Regions from separate parts of the Mus musculus genome. Here regions 2, 3, 4 and 5 are each linked to region 1. A link is a contact called in public HiCAR-type and HiChIP or PLAC-seq data. All regions are on one chromosome and are shown on one strand. Each heading gives the region's core, a stretch centred on a gene start, on an enhancer-like site or on the middle of the called end of the contact. The rest is flanking DNA. Distances are from core to core; before and after follow the strand shown.

Region 1 (2,718 bases), core at 148-2,647:
CCCCGAGAGGGAAACGCCTCGAACACTACTAGAGCGGAGATCCAAACCTAAGTGCGACTTAGGCGGGAAGCAGCTGCCACTTGGCCCAGAGACGGTGACAAGCCCGGGTCTCCCCGAGGGGCGAGCACAAGCACCTCTGACTAAGCACCGAGAGCTTTGTTCCCCTCGGGCCTGCGGGCCGGGCACACGCACGGGCACGCGCTCTCCCTCACATACATGCCAGGAGCGCGCTTCCCCGCACGCTCTCCCGCCCTCGCTGCACACGCTTCGGATCCGCCCCCAGTGCTGCCCCGACACCGCGGGGCGCGTGTGCCGGCCCACACGCGCGTGCACACACTCACGCGCGCCGGGACTCGGCAGGCTGCTCCCGCGCTCTGGCCGCTGCGAGGACCCGGGCGCACTGACCCTGTGCCGAGCCCGACTGGCCCTCCCCCAACTCCTCCGTGTTTTTATGAATGAAAATGTGGTATGCAAATGAGAGCGATTCAAGAAAACGAAATGGCGGAGCCCGGGCCCCAGAGGGCTCCGGAGAGGGCTATGGGAGGGCAGCAGTGCCAGGAGTCACAAAGTCACCATGCACACAGACCCATCGACCCCGGGATGCCCCGCGTGGAGGGCGTCAGAGCTTCCGCTCCCGCAGCCCGAGGACCGCCCCGAGGTCATTTGCGCGCCCTTGGCCCGGGCTGCGACCTGGACTTGCAGACCCCAGGCGGTTTCTGCCGTCTCCCCCAGCCAAGTCAAGAGCCTCGCGCATAGCCCCGACAGCTCAGCCAGCGGCTGCACCCCAGGCCAAGTTCCTCCGACGAGTCCCCTCCTGCGTCCTTGGCGGCGGCCCCCACACCACCCCTCCGGGCACCCGCGTCCCACCCGCGGCTAACTTACTCGTCCGGGTGTGTTTCTTCGGTCATTTTCTTGTTCACCTAGACGCCTGTCCCGCGGCATGCAGCCTGGCTCCCTTCATCTTCCTGTGCGCTCGCCCCCCTTCTTCACATCTCCGACATCTCCTGATTTGGTGGTGGAGGGGGGGAGCTAGAGATGAAGGGGGCGCCGAGGCAGGCGGGGAAATGGAGAGCCCCGAGATCAGGGCGAGGTCTGGGAAGGGGCACACCAGGCAGCGGACGCCGTGGGCCGGCCGGGCACGGCCCCGGGGCTCTGAGGGGGTGCAGAGGCGAGATTTGGGAAGGGGACCCGGAGGGGGAGAGCAGCAGAAAAACAAGCACGCTCCGGGCGGCGGGCGGGCAGTCGGCTGCGCTGGGGCCGGGCCGGGGTCGCCCCCGGGGACCGGGCCAATCAGGGTTCCGGGTAGTGCTCGGCGGCCGGGGGAGATGCGCCTGGGAGGCGGTGCAGGGCGCCCCGTCCGAGCCCCATCTCGCCACTCCACCGATTTACTCCATATTGGATTCTCAGCGCCGCCAACAGGAGGAGGAAGTAGGGCGGAAGCGATGACGTCTTCCCAGCGGCCAGAGGTGGTGGAGTGCAAAAAGCTTCCTACTTGCGACCAAAATAAAAGAGAGAGAGGAGAGAGAGAGGAAAAAAACACACTCACAAAACACTTTGTCCCGCCTACTGAGCGTGCCCCTCTTCTACTCCCCCTCCCGCTAGCTTCCAGTCAGGGAGGAGCCTCGGAACAGCATGGTTGGCACTGCGTTTGTCAGGATCCGAATCCTTGTCTCCGGTGCTCCGGGTTTTAGGAAGCCCAAGAGGGAGGAGGCGGGAGCCGAAGACAAGAGCACATCTGGCTCCCGTTTTGTCCCTCCCTCCTTCCAAACCTTCGGATTAAAAATCAAGGGGGGAGGTGGCGGAGGGCGGAGATGGGGAGGAGTTTAGATGTTGCCAGAGAGTTTGGGTTTGGAGAAACACTGCGGGGTGGGGGTTGGGGGCAGTGCAGGTGGCCTCCGCTGGCCTCCACACGATGGGATTACTGTCATGCAACACCATGCCCACCTAGAGCGGGCATATTTTTAAAAATATGTACGCAGAAAACAAAAGGCAAACAGCCATAAAACTTTGGCATTGCAGGCAGAGATGAAGTTTAAAGGTAACACCAAAGTAAATTATCCAGTCTGTGAATAACGTTTCTTGTCTCCAGCTCTTAGAAGTCTACTCTTAGTTTACTGGGTCACAGATTACTACCTTTGATGGGGTTTGGCCAAAGAGAGACCCAGGAACTCATTACTCCACCCCCGACCCGTCTTCCCTTCCCTTCCCTTCCCTTCCCTTCCCTTCCCTTCCCTTCCCTTCCCTTCCCTTCCCTTCCCTTCCCTTCCCTTCCCTTTCCTTCCCTTCCCTTCCTTTTTCTCTCTTTCTTTCTTTCTCTCTCTCTCTCTCTCTCTCTCTCTCTCTCCCTCTCTCTCTCCCTCCCTCCCTCCCTCCCTCCCTCCCCCCCCCTCTCTCTCTCTTTCTTTCCTTCCTTCTTTCTTTTTGAATGTGCGGGGGCAGAAGGAGGATGCATCCATGCATGTCAGCACCATTTGTGGGCAGAGAGGAGAGGCTGTTGGATCTCCTGGAACTGGTTGCTAGCCTCTGTGTAGGTCCTAGGAATTAAACCACAGTCTTATGGAAGATCTTAACTGCGAGCCATCTCTTCATACCTCTCTTTAAATTATTTTTCCTACCATGGCCTAGGACCTGCCTGAGGTTTTCTGAGAGGACCTATGCACCATCTAGACAACGAGCAGGATTGCACCCAGGGCTCAACTTGTGGATTTGCCTGGAATC
Region 2 (2,718 bases), core at 81-2,580, 3.0 Mb after region 1:
TTCAAGAGTGGTGTCTTAGAAATCAATCTATCTTATGTGCCTAATTATGAGCTAAGGATCACTGTCCCCAAATCTATTACTGAGTGACAAGTACAATCTAAGTAGTTCATAATTCAGCTAGGAATAGTATATAGCTATAGATGTAAAGCCTTATTCCAGCTAATGTTCTCAAGGACCACAGTGGAAGCTTCTGGAAGCTTCAAGGCTGCACACATCATCCTGGGCCATGTTGCAATATAAGCACAATTTGTGTTTACCTACTTTATAATACTTACAGTTCCTTTTGTGGTGGAGAATCAGGATACAATAGGCATTTGATGTATAGCTAAATATCTCTTCATTCAGTGACTAACAATTCCCTTTTCAGATGCACTACTCGAGTCTTTGTAGTTAGTAACATCATGGTGACTACCTTTGGTTAGGCTGTTTATGATCCAAACTGGTTGTGGTTAGAACTGTAATGTCTGAACTGAACAGGGGCTTCCTTTAGAAATAGAAAATAGAAAGCAACTTGGTGTGCAAAAACAAGACAAAACCCACAAGATCAAGTATTTGCAACGAACCTTCTCCCCTCCTACCACTGGTACAAACTAAAGGCAAAGTGTCATCTTTGAAACTAAGTTTCTATTAGGAGGTTACACTACACTCAGATGTTTGCTGTTTCTCCCAGGCTCTCCCTAGGAATAAAATCTTTCCTTCTGTCAAAGGAATTCCACAAGAGGCAGGAAGTTTTTCAATTGAACATTCTGTGGTGCCTTGGTCATATTCCCAAAAATCTCACTAGGAATCTTCTAAATTATCTCTCTTGAATGCCTCGAAAGCTATTCCTTGTATGTCGCCTCTTTTTGAACCAACCTTGCGGAAATATTGCGTTAGCTTGCGGTCCTCCCACCTCCTTTTCAAAGATCTGCTTCTATGTATGTGTATTGCCGGTTTGCTTGCAAACAAGTCTCAGCACACAGTGCGTGCGCTGCCCGCAGGAGCCAAAAGGGGGGTGGGATCCCCGAAATGGAGTAACAGTCAGTGGCAAGACCCCTCTGTGGACACTGGGAACTAAACCTGGGTCTTTGAGAAGAGCGGTCACTCTGGGCCACCTCCAGCCCCTCCATCCACCGTCCTGTCAAATGTCACTAGGAGTGAGCAAACCGAGAAAGAGCATCGTCGGGCAAGACTAGTTCTCAGGGAGCCCACACCAGTCCTGGCGAGCGCAACCACATCCCTGTGCTGTGAGGACAGGCAGGAGAAGCGACCGACCACAGCTGAGCACGCTGGTCCCTGTGCAGGGAAGGGCAGAGCTGCCTCTCCTACCTAAAGGCGCGGTGCCGGCTCCTCCCGCGATTTCAGTCCTCCGGATTTGAATCTTTTCCGGAAGGCCTTCATGTCCCGCCCTCTCAAGCCTCGCTCCACCCATTTGCATGCGCGGTGCCTTCTGGGATTGGTAGTTTACCCTGCGTTTCATCACCGTAAGGGAAGGAAAGAAAGGAGGCCCAAGTCACTGCAAGGTCCAGCGTCCCCGCTGAGTGACAGCGGGCACATGGGCGGGACTTAAAAGAGCGGGACTTACAAAGGGCGGGACTTACAAAGGGCGGGACTTGCAAAGGGCGGGACTCCCAAAGTGCTTTGGTAGCTAGCGAGGGCTTTGAGACGGCCGAGAGTTTGAGCGCCAAGGCTCTCTCTCCCCAGGGGACTCTGCAACCTGACTAGGTGCTCCTTCCCTGAGGTGTGTGCTCGACAAAGGTTGCTGAAAAAGTTCACGTTGAAATTTTTTTTGATGATAATATCGTGTTACTCATTTCCTTTGTTTCTTAGCATAGTAACATTCCAGGGAGCTGCCCGGGGAAGCTTAACGCTCGATGCGGTATGTATTCTATCTAGTAGCATCTTGCAAAAATATAGTGAAATATCAAGGACTACCGAGACTGCTATATACGATGGAATTGCAAACCTTTCAGCTTATGTGGTTATTAAGTTAGCTGAACATTGTAGTTTTGTTCCCAGAGAAGATATTTGCTAGCATTCAACATTTACCCCTTGCCAGTCTTTCGTGCAGTTCTGTATTTCTCTAAGACTGCTTTTGCATATTACACCCTTACGGCCTTTAGTTTGAACATTCTATATGTCTCTGATTATAAAGATGTTGAAGCTAAGAGATACTTGTTTACTTAGGCCTAATGGCAGAAAGCATCCTGGGGAACTTTCCAGGATGTACATATATATACATAGAAACGCTCAATATCCCCTGTTATGGATTCAAGAAACTGTGACTCCCCTGGGAAGACACATTTAAGAGCGGACTACCTCGTGTATTGAGCTTCTTCACATTCCCAGTTAATGTCTGAAATAAGAAGTCAGAGACTTACCAGAAGGAACAGACCTTGGGGTGAGAGCTGAGGGAAGGGAGCTGCTTTCATAAAAAACACCAATCCGATCAAAGCCATACATCCCACTAGCTGGCATAAGAAAGCCTATAGCTTTCTATAGAAGATATGAGTCAGAAATACAAGGAAAGAGGAAATGGTGTGTGTGTATGTGGTGGTGGTGGTGGGGGGGTGGGGGGAAGGGGGCACCATTTGGTGTGTGCTGGTTGGTTTTTGTCAACTTGACACCTTGGAAGAAGGAACCTCAAATGAGGAATTGTCTCACTCGGACTGGACTGTAGGCAAGTTTATGGTGGCATTTTCTTGATGATAGATCTATGGCGAGCCCAGCCCACTGTGG
Region 3 (2,718 bases), core at 74-2,573, 2.9 Mb before region 1:
AGATTGTCAATCTTAACATTTCCAGAACCACTGACTCAGAATTCCTTCTTGTGGATGACCGTACACACGTGGCTCTGCGCTCAACCCAAACAACTCGCACTTACTTCTTTCTGCGGCTGTAAGTAAGACTTCGTGGTCTTGGTCGAGCTGGCTGAAATTCAATCTCCAGCGCTCGAAAGTCAATGGCATCCCTTTGACTAACTCCATCTGACAGCCTTCTGAAAAAAAAAAAAAAAAAAAAAAAAAGCAAACAGGTGTAGAGTGTTAACTTCTCAGTGTGATTATCTCCAGAGGGTCGACCGAAGGCCTTAGCAATAAGAATGGAGGGGAGAGGAAGCAGCTTCCAAGCGCGTCCCAGGTTGTGGGGACCAGGCTCTAGGTTCGGTGTTGAGGGCGTGCCGACTCGGCCGGCCCACCCAGCTCTACAAACTAGAGCAACTTCTCCATCCGGTCTCCCCGGCTTTTTCCTGGGCCTCACCTTGGCACGTAGCGCTCTGGGGAGCCTGGGGAGGCGCTGGGTTGGGGGTGGGGGACCGTTCCGGGTCCCGCGTGATCCATGCTTGGGTGTGGTTGGTGCTCAGTCCAGCGGCATCACGGGGGTTCAGCGTTCAGATGTCTTGCTAAGCCCAACTTCTGAAGTCGCCGAGCGAACTCCGCACCCAGCGCCTCCCGCATCTTGCATTCTTGACTTCCTGAGACCCGAGTGGAACCACGTGGAGACCTCATCGTGTCTTTGATGGCTTCATAACCTGAAGGTCCGAAGAGGCCAGATAGGCACCACCCTCAGGCCTTGGGCATCTATCTAGGTGGCTGCCGCTACTATGTACGCTGAGAGCAAAGGTCAGGTGCACTTGGGTTTCCCTCTTCTCACCTCCCCTCGTGGATCCCGCTCACAAGCCACTCGGAGCCGTCTAGACTTAGCTACATGCCAGTGCTGGCTGGCAAATTCTCACCAAGCGCCACGCCCTGGTAGCTGAAGAGTTTACACTAGACCCTGGATCTCAGCAGGGTTTGGGACTCAAGTCTCAGCTGTTTTTCTGGGGGAGGCTACTTCCTGGCGGAGCGGGGGAGACTGTAATCTTTGGACACCGCGCGCTCCAGTGAAGCCTTAGGTTTTCTCAGTGCTACGAGGGGCGGAGAGCTCGGGAAGGGCCCGGGGGCGCAGTCCCAGCGGGACCTGGGCGCCAACTGGCGGGAGGGTTCGAGTTCGGCCTTTCCCAAACTTGGGCCACGGGGCGGGAGCGCGGCCTTCCCGGCGGTGACGCGCGCGGTGGCGCGGCGTGTGATTGGAGAATCGGGCGGGGGCGGGACCGAAGGGACGCGGCAGGGGGCGGCGGTGCCAGGAGCCGGGGCCGAGAGTAAGGCTCAGCGGCCGCCGCGGCAACAAGTGCTGGAGCTGAGGCGAGCCGGAGCCGCCCAGACCCCGCCGGGCCGCCCGTCCGCGCATTGCGCATGGAGCGAGAGCGGCGGCGGTCGCGGGGCTGAGCCGCAAGAGCGGCTGGGACGTGGATGCGGCCGCGGTCTTCCGCCCCGCCCCGCCGAGCTGGAGGTGTCCCTAGACAAGGTAGGGCCGGGTGGGTGGGCACCGGCCCTGCATCCCCGCCCCGCCGCGCTAGTTCCGGCCGGTGTGGGCGCCCCGCGCTCTCGCCGCTCTTCTGTGGCTCCTGCGTTGTCTGCGCATACGTTCCATCGGGTTCCCCTCACCGCTCCCAGTCTCACTTTCCTGGCCTCCGCACATCATTTCCCTGGCCTCCTCACCTCCCGGATATCCTCACCGGTCTCCGTTCTCCTGTCCGGCTTCCTCACCTCCTGGTCCTTCTCCCCTCCTTTACAGCCTCCTCACCTTCTCCCCAGTCTCCCGGCCTCCACCTCCTTCCTGACCTTCTCACCTGCTCGACCTCCGCTCTTCCTGCACCCACAGGGAGAGGGCAGCGACACCCTGAGCCGCGCTGTACCCCGCGCACGAGGTGCGGGCCTGGGCGGCGGGGGAGCGTCGCGGGCGGTGTTCTGCCCCGCCCGCGCACTGCGCTGGTCTAGGGTGCCGCAGGGGCAGATCAGGTGTTTGTGAGCCGCTGGCTGCCGCTTTTCACCCCCATCCGCTGGCACTGTTATCTTCGGGTCCCCAAAGACTGGTTTCTGTGAAACTTCAGGAGAACCTTTCGCGTTGACCTCTAAAAAATATTCCACGCCGCCCGCGTTGAATGATTAACTAGACTCAGGACTGCCTGGGGAGCTGGCCCTGCGACTGGCAGGTGGGCGCACCTGAGGGGCTGGGACCCTTCTGGGGACGTAACACCTAGCACCTGCTCAAATGCACTCGCCTAGGGTCCTCTGAGCTCCCGGGTCTTGTGTGGGAAGGAAGCTCTGAAGACTCCTCTCTAGTGTCATAGTGCGTGCGAGGTCATCTTGAAAAGTAATGCACACTTGGGTAACCTGGGCTGGCCCCATGTTCGCTCCTGCCCCAAATACAGGGTGGCTGGCCTTCGCTCCCCTGCCCACTGTGGTCTCCCAACTTGACTGCTTCAAACGATTAAACCTGTTCTTCTGCCCCCTCCGCTCCCCGCCAAGCCGTAGCTTTTTCCAGGTTTCGAAGCCAATGGGTGAAAATGGGCTTCGTGTTATTACAGGTTCTTCCAGGGTACTTCTTTGTGCCTCGGAAAGTGATGGGATGGTTAATGAGAGGGCCACTGGACCTGAGTGGAGCTAGGAGGGCGGGAC
Region 4 (2,718 bases), core at 68-2,567, 2.8 Mb after region 1:
ACTAAATGACATATAACTCGCAGTGCAGCTATGTTTGTCTGTGAACACAATTCTTGATTGCAAAGACGAAACGGAGGCCCAGTGAAGCTACAGAACCAGTAAGGTAACAAGCTAAAGGCGTCATAGATTTCTTGGCTATGGTGACAGGCAGGAGGCACACCCCTAGCGTCAGCCAGAAATACTACATGGTGAATTCCACCTACGGATTAATAGGAAAGTAAGGAAGGGAAAATTTAAATCGCCATCGTTCAAAAACAACTACCACAAGCACCGGAAAAACAGAAATAAAAATACTAAGAAAATATTAACAAACCAATATGAGCATTTCTCTAGGCCCGGTGTCTTAGCTAATATACACGCTGGCCCTTTCATGTTCACCAACGCAGAGAAAAGCGGCCTCGGGAAAAAAAAAAATCCCCTACGGTTGCAAACAGCAGAGAGATAAATGCGAAAACGAGCGAAGAAGGCAAGAAAGTGGAAGGATCCCTGCCAAGGCTCGCTGCTGGAAAATGCGGAGTGAGTGGGAGGAAGCACAACTCTGGAGAAGTGGGTCTTACATAAAGCGCCATTTGCCGCACACTATCATTTCCACCGGATTTCAGAAAACCCAACCTGGAAACCCATCTGGGGGCGGAAAGTGGGTTTCACGTGGAGGAGGGTAGCGAGGGCGCAGCCCCCCGGGACCGGGGTTCAGAAAAGGCCGAACGAGCCAGACAGGCGACGGGGCCGGGGTTGCGCGGAGGCCCACGGGCTTAGGAGCCCGGGGGCGGCGGCTCTGTGGGCGCCCGGAGGCCCAGGGTCGTGCGGAGGGCGGGGGCGGCGAATCTCGGGGAGCGCGGAGACGTCCGGCGTTTGCAGGGGGCCGGGGGGCGCGCGGAGGCCCGGAGGAGGCGCGCAGGGGCTGGGGGGCTTGCAAGGGCCTTGCAGCGGCCCGGGAGCGCGCAGAGCCGGGGGCCGCGCAAGTAGCCGAGGACTTGAAACCCAGCACCTGCACCCTCCAGGCCTCTGGAATTTTCTATCCGAGAGGACGCCCCGGGCCCTCCCTCGCGCGACCGGGGAACCGAGGTCTCACCATCTTGCTCGGCGGGCGGCGCTGGCGGCGGCTGTAGGATCCTCGGGACGCGGCGACGGCGGCTTTGCTGTCCGGCGCCGGGCGGGGTGCAACGGGGCCTGGGCCCGGAGCGAGGCGGGCGGAGTCCCGGTTGGAGATGCGTCGGCGGGAGGAGAGGGTTGCAGCCTCACGCTCACAGGCGGCCCCGACTCGTTGCAGCGGCTCGCGCTGACCGCAACCTCAAGGCACGGAACAGGGCGCGCAGAGGGCGGAGCGAGCGCGGGGCGGGGCGGGGCGGAGCCTGCGGGAGGCTGACATCCGGGAACCCGCGCCCTGCCGTGCACACGCTCTCCAACCGGATTGCTCGCAGAGCCCCGCTAGCGCTCCGCCAGCGCTTTTTGCGTACCGTGCGCCGGGGGACATGGAGATGGGGGGGCAGACGTCTTGACGTTGGGAGAGCCGCGCTTCCTGTCATGTGACCGAAGGAAGGCCGGCAGGAGGAAGACTCCTGGGAGGAGAAAATGGGGAGAATGACAGGACCTGCCACAGGGCTGTGTCGCTCTTGGGGGGTGACACCATGTCACTATGGCGAGGCACGGGCAAGTCTACACTGTGGAGTCAAGCGCGCAGTTGGAAAAATAGGAGAAGCAAAGCTAGCTGCAGCTTAGGTCCTGGGAGCCACTGACAAGAGTGGGGGATTGCTTCCCACTCCAACAGACACTACCTCTAGGTTGCCCTGCAGCTGGTGCAGAAAGAAGCCTTTAAGAGAAATACTACGAGACAGACTGCCCTGTTGTCCATGTAGTAAGGGTATGTCCGTAATGGTGGCAGTTGCCTTACTATAGAAGTGAAACTACAGTAGGTAATAAAGTCCATGGAAAGAAGTTATATTTAAGAGGAAAAGATAAGTTGGTAGGAGAGATGTGATAAAGATAACGTATTTATGTTATTTATTTTAGTCAGGTTTTGAATAGATAGAAAATAAAGGTCAGGGTATGTCCTGCTCTACCTGTTTCATCTTCTGTAAGTGTAGATTATTTTTTAGCTTTTGAGAGACGAGCTTTGACTCCACTTTGAGGATGGGGGATGCCTGCACCGGAGGGGACACGAATGCTACTTACCATGTATCCAGTTCCACTCACAGACTGAAAATGCCTTATAGCTTGGCGTTGAAAGGGTGGCACCCTATGAATTTATCAGGGTAAACTGTAACAGCGCATAGGTTTGTTACAATTGTTTGGGAAACCAGGCACAAGAACGTGGTAGGCACATCATACCAAGAAAAGGGTGCAACGTCCTCACCTGGACTCCATAAAGAGATAGACATCTAGCACTGTGATGGCAACAACCCCTACCAATCTATCATCCGACCATCCTGATAGGCAAAGAACACTTGACTGCCCCTGAGGCTTGAACTCAGTTAAGTCCTCACTGTTGACAAGGTTTGGTCAACTGTCCATCTTTCTATTCCTCCAGCTGTACCATCCATCCATCCCTTCATCTGGACCTACATTTGGCTCTTAGGCCTCTACAGCTGAACTCAACTCTATAGCTTCCCATTTAAACCATTGACACTCCCAACAGCCTGCTCCAGCATCTTTCCTAAAGCCAAGGTGTTTATTTAGTATCAAAACAAACTACATTTCTGATGGCCAGGCAGTGGGGTT
Region 5 (2,718 bases), core at 77-2,576, 2.7 Mb after region 1:
GAGCCTTGTTTGAGGATTATCAGTTTGAGGCCAGCTGAGTAACATAGAAAACACACACACACACACACACAAAAGGAAGAAAGGAAGGGAGGGAAGGAGGGATAAAGAAAATGTCAATTATTGTCCCCATTCTGTAATTGGCTCACTGGCAGCTGGATACGAAACCTGTAATCTAGTCTTGCATTATCCGCCTAAAAGTCCTTCAGTGGTGTCCTGTTTTCCTTAAAGCAAAATGAAGGACAAATCTGTGGAATGTCTTACATATCTTGCAATGGTCATTACTTATCCCTTATGAATGTGTATTTTATTTTATTTTACGGGGGTTGTGGTTGTTGCAGATAGGGTTTCAAACTGAAATTCTCCTGCTGTTTTCTCTTGATTGCCGTGAGTAAAGGTGTGCAACACCACTTCTAGCTCGTGTTTTTCTTTTTTAAAAAGATAATAAACTACCTTCCACCATTATCACTGAGCTTTCTCACATGCTGTTTTTTGTAAGAAACTTCATACTCTACTCTAAATTTGCTTTAGTTAGTTTCTACTCGTCCTGCATCTGTTTTTACTTTTATAGACCTGCACATTAGAAAACTCATCTTGATGAGTTTACATGTATGTATGCATTCTTGGTCTGGCTGTTGGACTGTCTCCCCCAACAGAAAATAAACTCCATGATATAGCTGGCATTGCAATTCCCATGCCTGGGACTATCAGGCATTGAACTGACACTTCTTGAAAGGATGTGGTATTTACTAGTTCGTCATCAACTTTGTTGTAGGTATCCCGGTGCCTCCTTTGGTTTTGCTTGTATGAAATGTGGGTTTATTGCATATATCTACTAGTAGACTACGACAACTGCTAACAGCCTATAAGGTCCAAGAACGTTGCCACGAAATGTTAACTTCACTTCCCAGAAACCTTGCAACGGACTGCACGGAGGATGGTGGGAGGAAGAGGCTGCAGTGAGAGCCTAGTTTGAAGTATTTCTCAATCTGTCACCTCCTTTCTGTTTCTGCTGGAGCATTGAGGAATCAGACCCTAGATCACGCAAACCCAAACGGTCCAAGCCTGCACCCACCTCCCGCAGCAGCTTGAGGTCCCCGCGCTGGATCTCGTACACCTGGATAACGCCGGTGCCCCGGGCAAAGTTGCCCATCGTCACGAATTTGGCACTGCAGGGCACCCATTTGCTGTCGAACACTGTGTAGTTGAGGCCCTTTTGAATGTGGACAATGATCTGAGGCTTCTCGAAGGTGGACATGGTGTAGATGCAACCAAACGCTAACTTGGTAACCAGACTGCAAACAGATCAGGGGCAGTTTGTCCCTCCCTAGCCGCATTCTACCCGGAAGCCTTAGCAAGTTGGGCTTGGATGCCTCCGAAAATGCCGTGTGAGCTACTGAGACCGCAACAGATGCTTCTCCACACATGGCACAAGCTAATTTACTGCCGTTACCACAACGACTTTACATAGACACAGTAAAGACTGTGAATGCTTCGGCTGCGAGCGTATGAGGGCACGGAGACATTAGCAAACAGGCATATCCCAGGACAGCAATTCCGAAACGCGGACCAATCCAGCCTTAGGCCCCTGGCATGGACCCCGCCTAGGAAAAGGGGTGGTGTCTTCAAATCGATTGGTGGAGGCTGGCGCATGCGCTGTACAACCACGCACGTGTTCCTCTAGTCGTACTTGCCGGGATTGATCTTGGCCGAGATGGAGACGCAAAGCACCGGAACGGAGGACGGCTTTACTCCCGTCACGCACAGAGGGGGCCGCCGGGCGAAGAAACGACAGGCTGAGCAGTCGTCAGCGGCGGGACAGGATGGAGAAGCCGGACGCATGGACACGGAGGAGGCGCGGCCGGCGAAGAGGCCGGTCTTCCCGCCGCTCTCCGGGGATCAGCTCCTGGTGGGGATCAGGACGGGACGGGACGGGGCGGGGCGGGGCCCGGGCGTCCAGGTGAAAGGGTCGGTTCTCGGTTTTGTTTTGTTTTGTTGTTTTGGGGGGTTTGTTTGTTTGTTTGTTTTTTCGCCTAGGCCCGCATCTCTCAGTCGCCTCCTGAGTGTGTATGTTTTTATTGCAGACTGGGAAAGAAGAAACGAGGAAAATTCCCGTCCCAGGTAACAGATACACACCGTTGAAAGAAAACTGGATGAAGATATTTACTCCGATTGTAGAACATTTGGGACTTCAGATACGCTTTAACCTGAAATCAAGGAATGTAGAAATCAGGGTAAGGAAGAGGGTAGCCATTTCGTAGCCTACCATTTCGTAGTTTCAGCCTTAATAAAAGTAGACAATGATACACGGTAGTGCCTAAACAAGTGGTAATTGTAGGTACTTTCTTCAGTGTAAGTGCTCTTTTTGGAGGAAACGTGTGCCACTTAGAAAAAAATGTAAATTAATTCCTTTATTTTTTTTTCAGTAGATCTTCGGTGTCAGTGCCAAATTAATTTTCCCATATCACAATGCTTTTATTATGGTATTCTAGCCTCCTCGGCATTCCTAAGGGATAAAGGCCAGACACTTGACTAAGCCTGCCTTTCAAGTAGGAGACCCAGTTGTGTTTGTTTCCCTTTTTTTTGTTTTTTTTTGTTTTTGGTTTTTTTTTCCCCTGCCAGTATCTTTGGTGGCTCTGGTCTCTGGAGAAGGCCACTTTCTCTGCTGTCTTCTTACTTCAGTTCCAGTCAGCTTTCAAGAGAACTCAAGCTCTCTTCAGA

The links. HiCAR-type assays count read pairs that join an accessible place to other places. HiChIP or PLAC-seq counts read pairs in DNA pulled down with a chosen protein or histone mark.
Region 2: a HiCAR-type map of astrocytes shows a contact between it and region 1, with 4 times the contacts expected there. The contact joins the promoter of Fbxo48 here to the promoter of Spred2 in region 1. A contact is called at or near these places in 4 of 39 promoter capture datasets (the C10 cell line, embryonic stem cells, hematopoietic stem and progenitor cells and 1 more), 1 of 484 Hi-C or Micro-C datasets (muscle stem cells) and 3 of 115 datasets of contacts at active chromatin or transcription factors (astrocytes, large pre-B cells and pro-B cells).
Region 3: an H3K27ac HiChIP or PLAC-seq map of double positive thymocytes shows a contact between it and region 1, with 6 times the contacts expected there. The contact joins the promoter of B3gnt2 here to the promoter of Spred2 in region 1. A contact is called at or near these places in 1 of 39 promoter capture datasets (pre-B cells), 4 of 115 datasets of contacts at active chromatin or transcription factors (double positive thymocytes, embryonic stem cells, pro-B cells and 1 more) and 1 of 9 other capture datasets (liver).
Region 4: a HiCAR-type map of astrocytes shows a contact between it and region 1, with 4 times the contacts expected there. The contact joins the promoter of Ppp3r1 here to the promoter of Spred2 in region 1. A contact is called at or near these places in 3 of 39 promoter capture datasets (embryonic stem cells, hippocampal neurons and pre-B cells), 2 of 484 Hi-C or Micro-C datasets (cerebral cortex and uterus), 6 of 115 datasets of contacts at active chromatin or transcription factors (the 230-238 cell line, astrocytes, differentiating embryonic stem cells and 3 more) and 3 of 9 other capture datasets (adipose tissue, embryonic stem cells and liver).
Region 5: a contact with region 1 is called in an H3K27ac HiChIP or PLAC-seq map of thymic regulatory T cells, with 12 times the contacts expected there. The contact joins the promoter of Wdr92 here to the promoter of Spred2 in region 1. A contact is called at or near these places in 4 of 39 promoter capture datasets (embryonic stem cells, liver, maxillary cranial neural crest and 1 more), 3 of 484 Hi-C or Micro-C datasets (CD4 T cells, muscle stem cells and uterus), 12 of 115 datasets of contacts at active chromatin or transcription factors (the 230-238 cell line, the NIH/3T3 cell line, acute myeloid leukemia and 8 more) and 2 of 9 other capture datasets (adipose tissue and liver).

Annotation. Positions count from the first base shown.
Region 1 is chr11:19,923,121-19,925,838 of GRCm38.p6, reverse strand. It overlaps Spred2 (sprouty-related EVH1 domain containing 2), which reads right to left and starts at 1,397. Exons shown (of 6, transcript NM_033523.4): 1 at 883-1,397. The coding sequence starts at 908.
Region 2 is chr11:16,950,022-16,952,739 of GRCm38.p6, reverse strand. It overlaps Fbxo48 (F-box protein 48), which reads right to left and starts at 1,330. Exons shown (of 4, transcript NM_176982.2): 1 at 276-1,330. It overlaps Eldr (Egfr long non-coding downstream RNA), which reads left to right and starts at 1,458. Exons shown (of 4, transcript NR_110425.1): 1 at 1,458-1,720; 2 at 1,810-1,858.
Region 3 is chr11:22,858,340-22,861,057 of GRCm38.p6, reverse strand. B3gnt2 (UDP-GlcNAc:betaGal beta-1,3-N-acetylglucosaminyltransferase 2) reads left to right here and starts at 1,323. Exons shown (of 2, transcript NM_016888.5): 1 at 1,323-1,564.
Region 4 is chr11:17,157,897-17,160,614 of GRCm38.p6, reverse strand. Ppp3r1 (protein phosphatase 3, regulatory subunit B, alpha isoform (calcineurin B, type I)) reads right to left here and starts at 1,317. Exons shown (of 6, transcript NM_024459.2): 1 at 1,073-1,317. The coding sequence starts at 1,075.
Region 5 is chr11:17,210,501-17,213,218 of GRCm38.p6, reverse strand. Wdr92 (WD repeat domain 92) reads right to left here and starts at 1,326. Exons shown (of 8, transcript NM_178909.4): 1 at 1,073-1,326. The coding sequence starts at 1,255. It overlaps Pno1 (partner of NOB1 homolog), which reads left to right and starts at 1,630. Exons shown (of 7, transcript NM_025443.2): 1 at 1,630-1,906; 2 at 2,082-2,231. The coding sequence starts at 1,712.